3 separate regions of the Anser cygnoides genome follow, and regions 1 and 3 are each linked to region 2. The links are chromatin contacts, called in public Hi-C maps. All regions are on one chromosome and are shown on one strand. Each heading gives the region's core, a stretch centred on a gene start, on an enhancer-like site or on the middle of the called end of the contact. The rest is flanking DNA. Distances are from core to core; before and after follow the strand shown.

What was found. Hi-C and Micro-C count contacts between places; a contact is called where the count stands out from the background.
Region 1: a Hi-C map of liver shows a contact between it and region 2, with 2.4 times the contacts expected there. The contact joins the promoter of MANSC1 here to the promoter of BCL2L14 in region 2. A contact is called at or near these places in 2 of 7 Hi-C or Micro-C datasets (both in liver).
Region 3: a contact with region 2 is called in a Hi-C map of liver, with 3 times the contacts expected there. The contact joins the promoter of BORCS5 here to the promoter of BCL2L14 in region 2. A contact is called at or near these places in 3 of 7 Hi-C or Micro-C datasets (fetal liver and liver).

The regions. Positions count from the first base shown.
Region 1 is chr1:72,234,715-72,238,422 of Taihu_goose_T2T_genome, reverse strand. MANSC1 (MANSC domain containing 1) reads right to left here and starts at 1,781. Exons shown (of 4, transcript XR_010832533.1): 1 at 1,521-1,781; 2 at 628-768. All of the region lies in intron 2 of BORCS5 (BLOC-1 related complex subunit 5), which reads left to right.
Region 2 is chr1:72,423,500-72,427,762 of Taihu_goose_T2T_genome, reverse strand. BCL2L14 (BCL2 like 14) reads left to right here and starts at 2,720. Exons shown (of 7, transcript XM_048053654.2): 1 at 2,720-3,326.
Region 3 is chr1:72,257,420-72,261,346 of Taihu_goose_T2T_genome, reverse strand. BORCS5 (BLOC-1 related complex subunit 5) reads left to right here and starts at 1,596. Exons shown (of 5, transcript XM_013172846.3): 1 at 1,596-1,944. The coding sequence starts at 1,652. LRP6 (LDL receptor related protein 6) reads right to left here and starts at 1,484. Exons shown (of 23, transcript XM_013172840.3): 1 at 1,146-1,484. The coding sequence starts at 1,200.

The DNA of each region.
Region 1 (3,708 bases), core at 532-3,031, 190 kb after region 2:
CATGACAGATAATGAGAAATTTGTGAGTGTGCAGCCCACATGCCATGAAGCTTTGAGTTTAGTCAGTTTGCATCTGTGCTTCAGGTTCCCTAACTGAAAAGAGAAAATAATGATTACTACCCCCAATTACTCGCTAACATCACAGTGGTGCTCTGAGGCTTGCCTAATATTTGCTTGCTGTTTCTGCTTGTATCTATATGGTACTCATCAGCGTTGCCTGAATCCTTTGAATACACAGACGGCTACAAGGGCATCATATTTCTATTGCTTTCAGCAATACTCTTCAGTATTATGTACAGGAAATTGTCCTTGACTAGAATACATCAAGATGGAAGAAGCATTTTTGTTTTAAGCAAAGGAGAACTATGAAGAATTCTGAACCTAATGTGAAGGAATTTCATAATGGTTGGGTTGTTATTCCAGCCAGGAAGCTGAGCTCACGCAGGTGCTCACCAAACACTTGCCTATCCATCTCCCACAGAGCAAAGAATGACGTTGTAAAATTAGAATGCTTCGTTTAAAAAATTTTACTAAAAACGCAACCCCCAAACATTACCCAGTCACTACTGAAAAGACAGAGGCAAAGGTGATCTAGTGTGGGGAGCAGTGTCTTTTCCTATTATTTACCTCGAGCTATCTTGTAGCTAACAAATCCTGCTGCAGGTTTCATTGGACAGGCCTCTGTGCTTGGGCAGTAAAACAGGTAGCAGTTTGGATGTGTCCCTGTCCCTCGAGCATCAAAAATCATGAAGTTACACTTCTTGTCTCCTGCAAAACAATATATACATATTTCAGCAGCAAGAAATCTTTATAGCATTTAATAATAAGTTCAGTTAGTTAAATTATGTTTTCCTCATGTGTTGAAGAGGAAAACCACTAACATGTAACATTCCTAAAGGAAAACTACAACATATAACATTCCTACAAGAAAAACAACTCAAGACTGCAAAAGAATGGCCAAAGGCCAACATGTGAAACGTCACACCTTCCTCTTCCTGTACAGATGAACATGAGGAAATAATTAGTCTAATCTCTCATTCTCCCTTCACACATACCACGTTGGCACCACTTTACGTAACAAGATTTTGCTTACAAATCATGATAAATCTGAAAACCTCCTCAGTATACCTGTGGATATACACCGTTCCCATCCTATTAGGGGGCACTTTTAACTGGCTTCTTTTCTACTTGCTGCTGTGCCTCATACCACTCTAAAAGCCTGATGAAAAAAAAAAAAAAGTTTCAGAGGAGCATAAGCACTCTCATTTTTGGCTATAATGAACGTAGCACAAACTGATGGTTACTTCGCAGAGTGTCTGCTGAATTGAGATGATGCCTCTTGGCTTTTGGGAGCCTGTGTGGTTGCAGCATGTAAAACGACCTCCATTTCTGTACCGCAGTTATTTTCCTGAACACTCTGGTATCAACAATCTGGTATCACATGAAGCCAGGCAGGACAGCAAAGTAATTCCCTAGGTGCTCACAAGCAGTAACAGAGAAAGGCAGAGGGGGTCCCTTACCTGGCAGCCCTTTTCCCAGGCAGCAAGCCCTCATACACGCCTCCGGAGCCGAAGCATATACCGGCTCCGCTCCCCTGATGCCTGCGGGGAGGGCGAAGCTGATGTCGACGATGGCGTTCTCCTCTTTTTCCGCCGAGCAGCCCTGGCCGAGGGCCGGCCGGGGCGCCAGGCAGGCGAGAAGCAGGATCCGGAGCCGGAGGCCGATGCCCGCCGACATGGCCGCCCCACAGGGTCCCACGGCCGGGAGGAGGGACGAGGGCCGGCCCGGGGCCGCCGCCTTTCCCCCCGCCCCATCTTGCCTAGCTAATGCTTTTCCTTTGGATATTTTCAGCTCCTCCTTTTATTTTTAGGTAGCTAGGTAGTTAGTTTAGGGCAGTGTTAGTTAAGTGGCCCGGAGGGTAAGGAACGCGGCAAAGGGGCAGTACGATATAGTCCTTCTTTTTCAGCTATCTCGTCCTGCATCATACTTAGAATAACATAGTTATTTCTGCAACTAAAGTAAATGTCCTTCTTAGGGGTGGTCCATTACATGAAGAGATACCGAAGGACAGATTACTTTACACTGCAATGGTTAGAGTAAAATAATGAAAACAACGAGTCCTATAGGACTAAACACCTGGATGCAGATAGGAACAACTGCAGGTATATGTATACATATGTTTGTGGGTATTCACACTCACATTCACTAAATATATACTTAGTTCCCAAATTAGTCATTGTAAGCCACTCTCGGATAGTGTAAGAGTGTGACTCCGGACCCAGTCATATTTCCCAATGGCAGCAGCAAGGCACAGGGGACTGTGCCTTTCCTATGGGTACTGCATGCTGAAGCGGCACGCTGCAGGTGTCATCATCACACAACCATCATATATATATATATATACACTAACATAGATATATATAGCTGTACACTCTGAGTAGTTTCAGATACATTAACTTTGCTACTACTACAGAGGGTTTGTGTTATGTCCACATTAGAGGCAAAATAAAGAATTCACTACCACATCAGCCACATTAAAAATACACTTTTATTGTCATAGTGTTTCCAATTATAAGACTTCATGTGGCAGACATGTACAATTGTTGATAGGTAAATTAAACTTTTCCAGGGGTGTCAGTATGCTGCACATTCACACTTTTACAGTAATAAATGAAAACACTTTCACACAGCGGCTGGAAAGTATACTTCACAAACTATTTTGAACTCTGTTAAGTAGAAGTGGTAAATGAAGCTAACTAAAGTTCAATGTGCTGATCCAATGGAGCTAATTTTAAAATTTGTCTGAGACTGATGGTTAACATCAGATGTCTTTATGGCAAGCACTGGTTAGGTTGCAGCCTTACAGACATCACACAATTTATGTCTGAACACTCCAAGTTCTTCTTTAAGTGCCACTGAGGCCACTCATAGTGTGAATACTGCAGATTCAGAGCTCAACTTTCTCTACTTAATTGTGCCAACAATAGTTTGTTCTTCCTCCTGGAATAATTACATTTCTTTGAACCTATTTGTTATTTTGGCAGGAATTAAGCAGTTGTTGAGGTAGTCAAAAGATCGGCCTATTGTTAGGTTACAAACCCATGTGGCACAGCCTGCAGCTGCAAGAACTGGTGCTGGATTGAGGTTTTCTCCTATAGCCCCCATCTCAGTAACAGTTGTGAGGTGCAGTTCCCGCAAGATAGGAGGATTGTTTTTGTGTTAAATTAAATCCTGGTGGGAATAAGTAAAAGCAACCAGAAGAGAGAATGCTGAACTGAGTTCAGGGCAGAGTTTTCACAGATGTTGGCCATCATACATGAGTGGAGAATGGACTCGTTCAGGAGTTAGCACATACCAGCATTTTTTATGTTTATTGGAAAATCTTCTGTCAGAGACAATCATGTGGCCGGTTTGATTGTCAGATATGAACGCAATGAGTCTGAAGTACATTTCCTTCTCCTTTCTACTTTTCTGCTTAACCTGAATCACCCGTGACCTTTCAGTCTGGGCTGTTTTTATCTCATTCCAGAGATAAATCGCCCCCCCCCCGGGCGCTGCCGTGTCCCCGGGGCAGTCGGGCAGCCCTTCTCCCGGCCCTGCCGGTGCCTTTAAGCGGAGCTCCGCCTGGCCGTGGCGCCGGGCGGGGCCTGCCCTGACCCAGGCGCAGGCGGCAGGAAGCCTGAGCGGTAGTGGCGGCCGCGGTGCGGC
Region 2 (4,263 bases), core at 1,471-3,970:
AAGGTGCCGTTTCCTAGACTTTATTCAGAAAAAGCTCCTTTAGGTAGAACAAGACTTCCCATCTCTCAAAACATTTTTTCCTCTTTATTTTCCCTCCTGAAAAAAACTAGCTTCTGTCACCAGAGATCGCAAGCTCCTTCTAGTTTTTGAGGGGCTTCTTATACTTTTGGTCCAGCTTGTAGAGTAAAAATCAATCACCACAGGCACTCTGGAAGGCAGCAGGAGCAATGGTTTTATTTTTAAATGTCCTTTTGCAGACTGGAAATCAAAAGTTGAGATATCAAGGATTTTAGGCTGGAAAGTAAGCTGAAACAAAACTGAAAGTAGCTTATAACCAACTTAAATTCCTAAGGTGTGACAAGAAAAACAAACAAACAAATGAAAAGAAATTAAAGCAGATTATCCCCTTTAGAGAACTGCATAAGTCAACGTAAAGTGCTTGGCTGGGTATCCAAAGGTAAATGAAACATTTAAAAAGGGGGCAGAAGACACAAGATAGAAGGCAACATAAAAGGTAAGAATCCAAATAATAATAATAATAATAATAATAATAATAATAATACAAGATCCATAATACAAGCAAGACAGAGAACCTAGTTTGAGTCATAAATTAAGAAATAACATGAAGGGACTGAGAACTGAAAGAAAAACGAAATGTGAACTGCCTGTAAAACAGGGAATTATACTGCCATTATTCACAATGTTTGCACTTCTCTCCTCTTTCAGGAAAGTCTATTAAAATAAAAATATTTTTTCCTGGTAGAAAAAGCAGTGGCAGTAAAACAGAGAAGTACAATGAAGTAATTAAAACACATTAAAACGGCTTTGCATTGCATCTATGAGAGTTTCCCTTTTACATTTATCTTGCCTCCTCTGTGACTGCTTTCAGTTCCGTTTGTTTGGAAAAGATACTGCAAGAGTGAAAAGAGGAGCCCTGGTCAGACAGAACCTTTCCATACACCCACATCTGCTCAGGCTGGCTGTAACATGCTTAGAAACACCTCTCTTCCTAATATTGCTCCATAATGGACAAAGTCAGGTCCCTCCATACAGAGACTTAAGAAATCCAGAGCTCCAGCCATGGCAGAAAATGAGCTACTGCTTTTCCTGTGTGCAGCCAGGACCACCAATTTAATAACATGGGCTACCCCACTCTCTCCTAAATACCACCAGGGATTTAAAAGAGTCCAGGTATTTTGATTCCACAACAGTTTGAAAGTATGACCAGGATGGCTACTTGTTCAGGGTATAGGGACACTCAGGGATTGAGGTGAAAAACTGCAGATACTGATGGGAGCAATGGGCTGGGTGAGTAGCTATATTTCAGACAAGGTCATGGCTCCATGGGCAGCAATGCTGCCTCAACACCACAAAGTCTGGCTTTGCCAGTATATTTCAGAAGTTACCCTTCAATATACATCCAGCTCTGGTTGCAGGGTCAACAAAATTGCCAAGTGGAGAAATGGTCATTTTTTTTTCTGTCTCTCATGGTGTACCACAGAGCTACAATTTCTATAGGAACAGAATATATAAAATGGAGCCAAGTCAACACTATTTTTTTTTTCTGTCTTCTCACTTTACCTGGTGTTATAAAATTCAAAATAGCTCCTTAAAAGGGTTTTTGGTTTAGTTCTTTTCCTTGCTTCCAGCAGGCTGCCCATTCCTTTTCTGGGCCTCAGATACTGCTGTTTTTACCCTTCTCTTAGTATTGAAGAAAGCATATTGTGCATTGGGGTACGATATGTTTAAAAAGAAAATGAAAACTGACCTTTTTCAGTGCACAGGATGACAGATTGTTAATAATCCATAACACACAGGCTTTACATCTGCTGTTACTGCTCAGAGGTCAGTTGGCCCTGGTAAAGAAGGAAGGAAATGGAAAGCTTCAGCGAACATGAACAAAAATCTTCTATAAGCCTGTAAAGTCAAAGTGAACTCCAAGTCACTACGCCCCGGAAATGCAAAATTTGGCTGTTTATATTGCTGTTTCAATGAGCAAATTCTTCACTTTGCAGGAAAGTCAGCAGACAGGCGTGTTCCTTACAACACTCGGAGACTAAGGCACATCCATGAAGAGACATCTTCTGTATCAGGAACCAGTCTGTACCCACTGAAACTCTCTCCTCCACAGGTAAATCACAGAATTAAGAATGGCTGAGGTGGGAAGGGCCCTCTGGAGGCCATCTGGCCCAGCCCCTGCTCCAGCAGGGCCACCCAGAGCAGGCTGCCCAGGGCCATGTCCTGGTGGCTTCTGAAGATCTCCAAGGAGGAGACTCCACAACCTCTCTGGGCAACCTGTGCCAGTGCTCTGTCACCCACACAGCACAGAAGGGCTCCTGATGTTCAGAGGAAACCTCCTGTTTTCCAGTTTGTGCTCACTGCCTCTTGTCCCCTGGCACTGGGCACTACTGAAATGAGACTGGATTCAAGAGTTCACCCTCTCGGGCTGTGGGATGAGGCTCTTTCCCATTCATCCAATCCCTCCTAGCTTGCAGCTTCATCTACAAGCTTATTTTGAAAATGGAATATCACTGGCATGGTGAAAATCCCTCTTAAAATGGACTTGTAGATTAATTTGTAGTAATTTGTACAGGTAACTAAATCACCATGTTGGACCATAGTAGTTACAATAGCTACAGAAGCAAAGTCCATGAGGGTCAGTACAGCGTCACTTGTTGCAATAACCTTAACTATCTTATCTAATTAATGTTTAATGTGATTCCGGGAAAAAAAAATAGTCAACAGCATATGAAAAAACATAGAATAGTAGATGGCTATTTATAGAAGAAGAGGTACAACTGATTTCAAAACACTTTAAAAACCTTCTTCTGGATCAAAATGATTATTTGGTTCAACCCGTACCATGACAAAAAAAAAAAAAAAAAGAGGGTTTTGAAGGAAAAAAAAAAAAGATAGTATTCATTCACAAGCCCAAAGCAGCTATAGACTTTGTCCCTTGCCTAGCATGCTGCTCAGCACCACTCACAAGTGCAGGGGGCAGGCCCCACCCTTCCTGCCTCCTATACGTAAGCTGACGTGTTTGAACTCTGTTCACATAAGGAAGTGTACTGGCACATTTTTAATGAAAGTGCAGTGCCATTCTTAGGGAAAGCTTATGTATGTATGTTTTGATGAAAGGCTTAAAATAGTCAATAGAGTAAGTTAAATTCTTTATTTTATTTACTTATTTATTTCCCCTAAAGGGAACTGCTGTGCTTACAAGGCTGGTTCTAACAACAAAAAAAAAAAGAGTAACCACTGGAAGAAAAGGAGAAAGAAGTCAGATCATCAGGCACGCAGTGTTGCTGGTGCAATAGACCTGGAAGGTAATAAACACCCTTTTCTTCTCTGAACTTAGTTTCTCTTCTGTAATGCTTGATTGTCCATAATCCAGCACAAGGCTCTTATTTGTATATAGATTAAACTGCTATATTTATCATGGCTAATTCAGAATGATGTTCTTTCAGGTTTAGCTGTGATGTCAAAAAGTAAGGGAAGGTACTGCCCTAGGACTTTTGGAGCTGCCATACAAGCCTTGCCGCTGTTGCCGGTGTGCTTTTGAAAAGAAAGTTTGACAGACCTAGCCAATGACAGCAAGGTTCTTTTTTTTGCCAACCACACTACATTTAGCTGTGGACAACTGAATTTAAAATTTAGGAGTATCCCAGTGAATTTGTGTAGCTAGGTAGTGCATCATTTCTCTTCTAGAGGCTAAGCGCTGGGCAGCCTTTCATCCCTGAATGAGGGAAATACCTCTGGACAGCCACAGAGCAGCAGATAACTTCTCTTTTGAAAGACATCTATCAGCATAGACCTTTCTATACAGCATGCATTGTGTCTATTGCACAACAGTGCTCATGAAAAATCTGTTGTCACTAGGGACGTTTATTGTGTCATGCTAGTATAACACTATGTTTACTAATTCTGTGGTGTCCTGTTCAGTTAAGATTTAATAAGGAGCAGATAATCCTGCAGCTTGCAAGTCATTGCTTTCCATCCTAGATGTGACTGTGTTGCAGTACCATGAGGAGAGATCCTTTCCTGCGGTCTCGTGTAAAACCAACTTTCCACAGCCTTTGTACAGTTTAAAACAGCACAGCCTCTCCTGGACAGACAATACCAATCTGATAAGGGTTTTGTGAGAATTAGTGAGTCAATACACATGACATACTGTTTCAGTGGAGTGTGCTGCTCACATACGAGTGAACTGCGGAGACCCACGATAGTTCTGCTTTTCTCTGCAAGAACTGCCTGTAATTTCAG
Region 3 (3,927 bases), core at 347-2,846, 170 kb after region 2:
TTTCTTCAAAGTTTCTTCTTAAGCATCATCAGGTATGCAAAAAACTTCGGTAGGACATCACTAGCTTGAGATTAATTTGAAGAAGTGACTGTGACCATGCTGATACTGCGTGACAATATGCATCCCAATGATTTCTATGCTGTCATTTGGACTGCGTTAAATGGCAAGTGAGAGCCAAACGAATGGTTTATTAGGACCAGGTATGATCGTGACATAATAAAATGAACTAATCAGGAAACAATTCCTCTCCATGCTCTGTATCCAACTTTACTTTTGAAAATTGAGGTTTCGCTGCCACAATAGGAATACAAAATGTGACGCAGTCCATTTAAATAAGTATACTTGTATCTTCACAAACAGGATACAATATGGCAAACAGATGCATAGAAGAAAAAAAAAAGGGGGGGGGGGTATGGAGGAGTGGAAAATTTTTGTTTTCCAGAGTGCCGAGCAACTGGCTACTGAGCAGTTCCTTCAGCCTAAGCCACCTTTACTCTGGCTTTTATCGAAACTCACGGATGTCGATGACAGACTAATTTTCGACATTAAAGTGCAGTTGACTAACTATTAGCAGTTAACCTCTTCCCTCATCTAGGGAAAAACATAAGGGCAAGAGGATGGATGCAACCACCACAGGTGACTTCTCCCCAGCAGGAGCCAGCACGGACCCTGTCGCTGAGTTCAGCGCGTTCTCCAAGGGCGCCTCGGCTGTCTCCCCACGAAATCCCACAGACCAAGAAACCGCCTTGGAGAGGGGGGGTGGAACAACGATTTCCCGGGGTGCCCCCAGTGACACCCCCCGGAGCTACTCGGGGGCCTCTGCGCAGCCCCGCGAGCGTTGATCGCGACCCAGCAAACTTCTCCGGGGTCCCGGCAGCGACAGGAGGAAAATCATTTCTCCTGCGGCCGGCGCGGCGATGCTGGCGTGACATTTGCGGTTTTTTGTTTATTTTATTTTAATTTATTTTTATTTTATTTTAAGTTAGAGGAGACAACAATGCCGGGAGGGGTGCGGAGCACTGCCCCCGCAGCGGGCCCCGCCAGGCCGCTCCCCTCCCGCACGGGCAAACATGGCCCCTCGCAGCACAGCCGTCAACTTTTCCCCTGCCTCCTCCTCCTCCTCCTCCTCCCGCCTCCCCGCTCACCTCTCATCAGGGAACAAAAACTGCAGGCAAGCAGGCTGCGCAGGACGGCCCCCATCTTCCCTCGCTCCGCGCTCTCACCGGCGGGGCGGCGGCGAGGAGCAGCACCCCCGCTGCCCGTTCATGCTTCCCGGCCGGCGGGGAGAGGAGGAGGAGGAGGAGGAAGAAGAGAAGGAGGAAGGCCGGGGCAGCGAGGCACCCCCTAGCAGGCCGCTCGCCCCGCCGCGCCGCCGCTCTCCCCCATGCCGGCCGCCGCCTGGCCGCGGCCGTTCGCCATCCACCCCCCGAGCCCGAGCCCGAGCGCTCCCCGCGGCTCCTCCGGGCGCGCACAGGCGCAGGGATACAGCCTCCTCCTCCTCCTCCTCCTCCTCCTCCTCCTCTTCCTCCTCCCCCGGCCGCCGCGCCCCGCTCCCCGAGCAGCGCCCGCCTCCCCGGGCACGGAGGGAGGGACGGCTGGAAGGAGGGACGGACGGAAGGAGGGACAGAAGGAGGGAGGGACGGACGGACGGATGGGATGGAGGGAGAGAGGGAGGGATGCCAGCGCCGCCCACTGCCCGCTCGCTCCCCCCCAGCGCACGCACACGGCCGCGGCGGGGCCCTCCGTGCCCGCGGGGGGCAGAGGGGGTCGGCCCAAATTCCTGCGGGGCTACCGCACGCGTGGGGCTCCCCGCCTTTTCTCTCCCTCCACGCCGTTTTTAGGGAGCAGCGCGGCTCGGAGAGACGCCGGCCCGGCAGGGACGGGACTACTTTCGGGCACGGAGCGGCGGCACAAAGGCGGCAGCTCCTCCTCCTCCTCCTCCAGGTGAAGGCCGTCCCTCTCCTGCTGCCCCCTCCCGCACGCCCGTTTCTTAGCGAAACGAGCAGCGAGCGCACCGCAAACTGCGGGACGTGGCCACACAGCCCCGCTTGCAAAAAGGCGTCCCTCTCCTGCCTTGTGCGCCACGGGAAACAATCGCAGCTTCCTTGAATTTCCTCCCGTTTTTTCCTCCCCTAACCCGTTTTCCTGAACCTGCTTCAGGAGTTTTCCAAGGAAACACAGTTTCCTCCGGTTTTCCAGACCTGCTTCGGGGAGGTTTCTCCAAGGAAAACCCACTTTCTGCAAGGAAAACCCAAGTCTGAATGTGCACGGCTCCCTCCCAGCCTGTTGCAGCCCTTTGCTGGGGTGATGCTGTGAGGCAGAATGACTTGAAGCAAAATTTGAAGTCCTTGCCCCCAGAAGTCTGTATTGTTCTCAAGGTTATTAGAAACTTATGGAAATGTTTAACTTTTAATTTCGTATCTGTTGAACATGTATTTTCGTAGCTTTTCTTATGATTACAGTAGGAGATAACATCTGGGCCAGATTAAAAGCCCAGGCATCGTAGACTGACTCTAACATCAGGCTCCTGCAGTCATGTGATAATATCAGACTTTCAGCTTTTACTAGGGGGAAAAAAAAAAAAAAAAAAAAAAAAAAAAGCAGTCAAAACTTTTTACATAAAGAAATATATATCCAACCTTCAAGGTTGTTTACTTTTTTTTTTTTTTTTTTTTTAACAACTCAAAAGCAATACCTGCCTAGGGGCAGGTCTGCATTACCAAACGTTGTCCTTGACCCTCTCCCGGATGAAATAGCCTCCCCTTTTACTGCCATGTCAGCCGGGGAGATAAGCAAGCTCAAGCAAGATCCACGTGGATGGTGGAGGGCAAGGGCTTCCCCTGAGCAAATGTACCAGAAAGTAGATAAACCTCATCTTCCCCGTGTCATCACAACCAGCTTTGCAGGGACAGTCAGAAGGAGCACAACATTCAATTTATTTTCACTGATTAGAATCAGAGAGAAATAAAAGGAGGATTTTTTTTTTCCTTATGGTACATGCTCATAATTTTGTATGATCAGTGATTAACCTCTTCTGGAGTATTGTGAGTCTATCGTGAATTCTTCATATCTTAATAATGTAATGCACAGCTGAGGAAAACCTCAAGCCTGAACCTCTGAATCACACAACACATTTCTCTACATGCTGTTCCCCTAGCATCTTATCATTTTTTGGCTGGAAACACGCTGGTGTCTCGACTGTCTCCCTTGGGAGCCTGATCCCCTGCCTATTTGCTCTAACATCTTCCCTGCAGTCCAAGCTGGCTGGTTTTATTTTTAGCTTTCAGACATTATATGCTGTCACCCCTTATGCTGGTGCATTTCACCGTTTTCCTATAATTCAAGCCTTTTCCTTTCCTGATAGGATTTCCTCTAAGTCATTTAATGATTAGTGGCTTCACTTGCCTCTGCCTATCCCTTTTCTCCACACCCTTCCTAGAGACAGTCCTCATCTCTCTACTCAAGCCTAGGTAGCTTTTTTTAAACCCATTTTCTATTCAATGCTTTGGATTCAAGACCAAACCTCTGTTCTAACTGCTTCTTGGCTTTGATTCTAGTTCATACACATAGATTTAACTCAGTCATAGCAATTTTTACAAAGAGGAGGCAAGAAGAGAAAACACAGAGAAAAGCCTCTGATAGGCGGGGTTTCTCTGAAATGATTATGCTGCTTATATGAGTTTAAAGTCAGAATGAAGTAAATGAGAGTAGAGAGGGAATGTTTCTTCTGTTGGAGCGAGAAGCTCGTCTTGTTGGGTACGATCATTTTTATTGACCTTATGAACAGAAATCTTCGTTTGCTGGTTTGAATCCCATCAAAGGCTTCCACTGTTGAGAAGTCTACACAGCCTTCCCCCCAGACTTGGATGGTGATTCAGTGATACCAAAGCTTTCACATAGGTTTCTTTATGCTCAGGTTATTTCCCT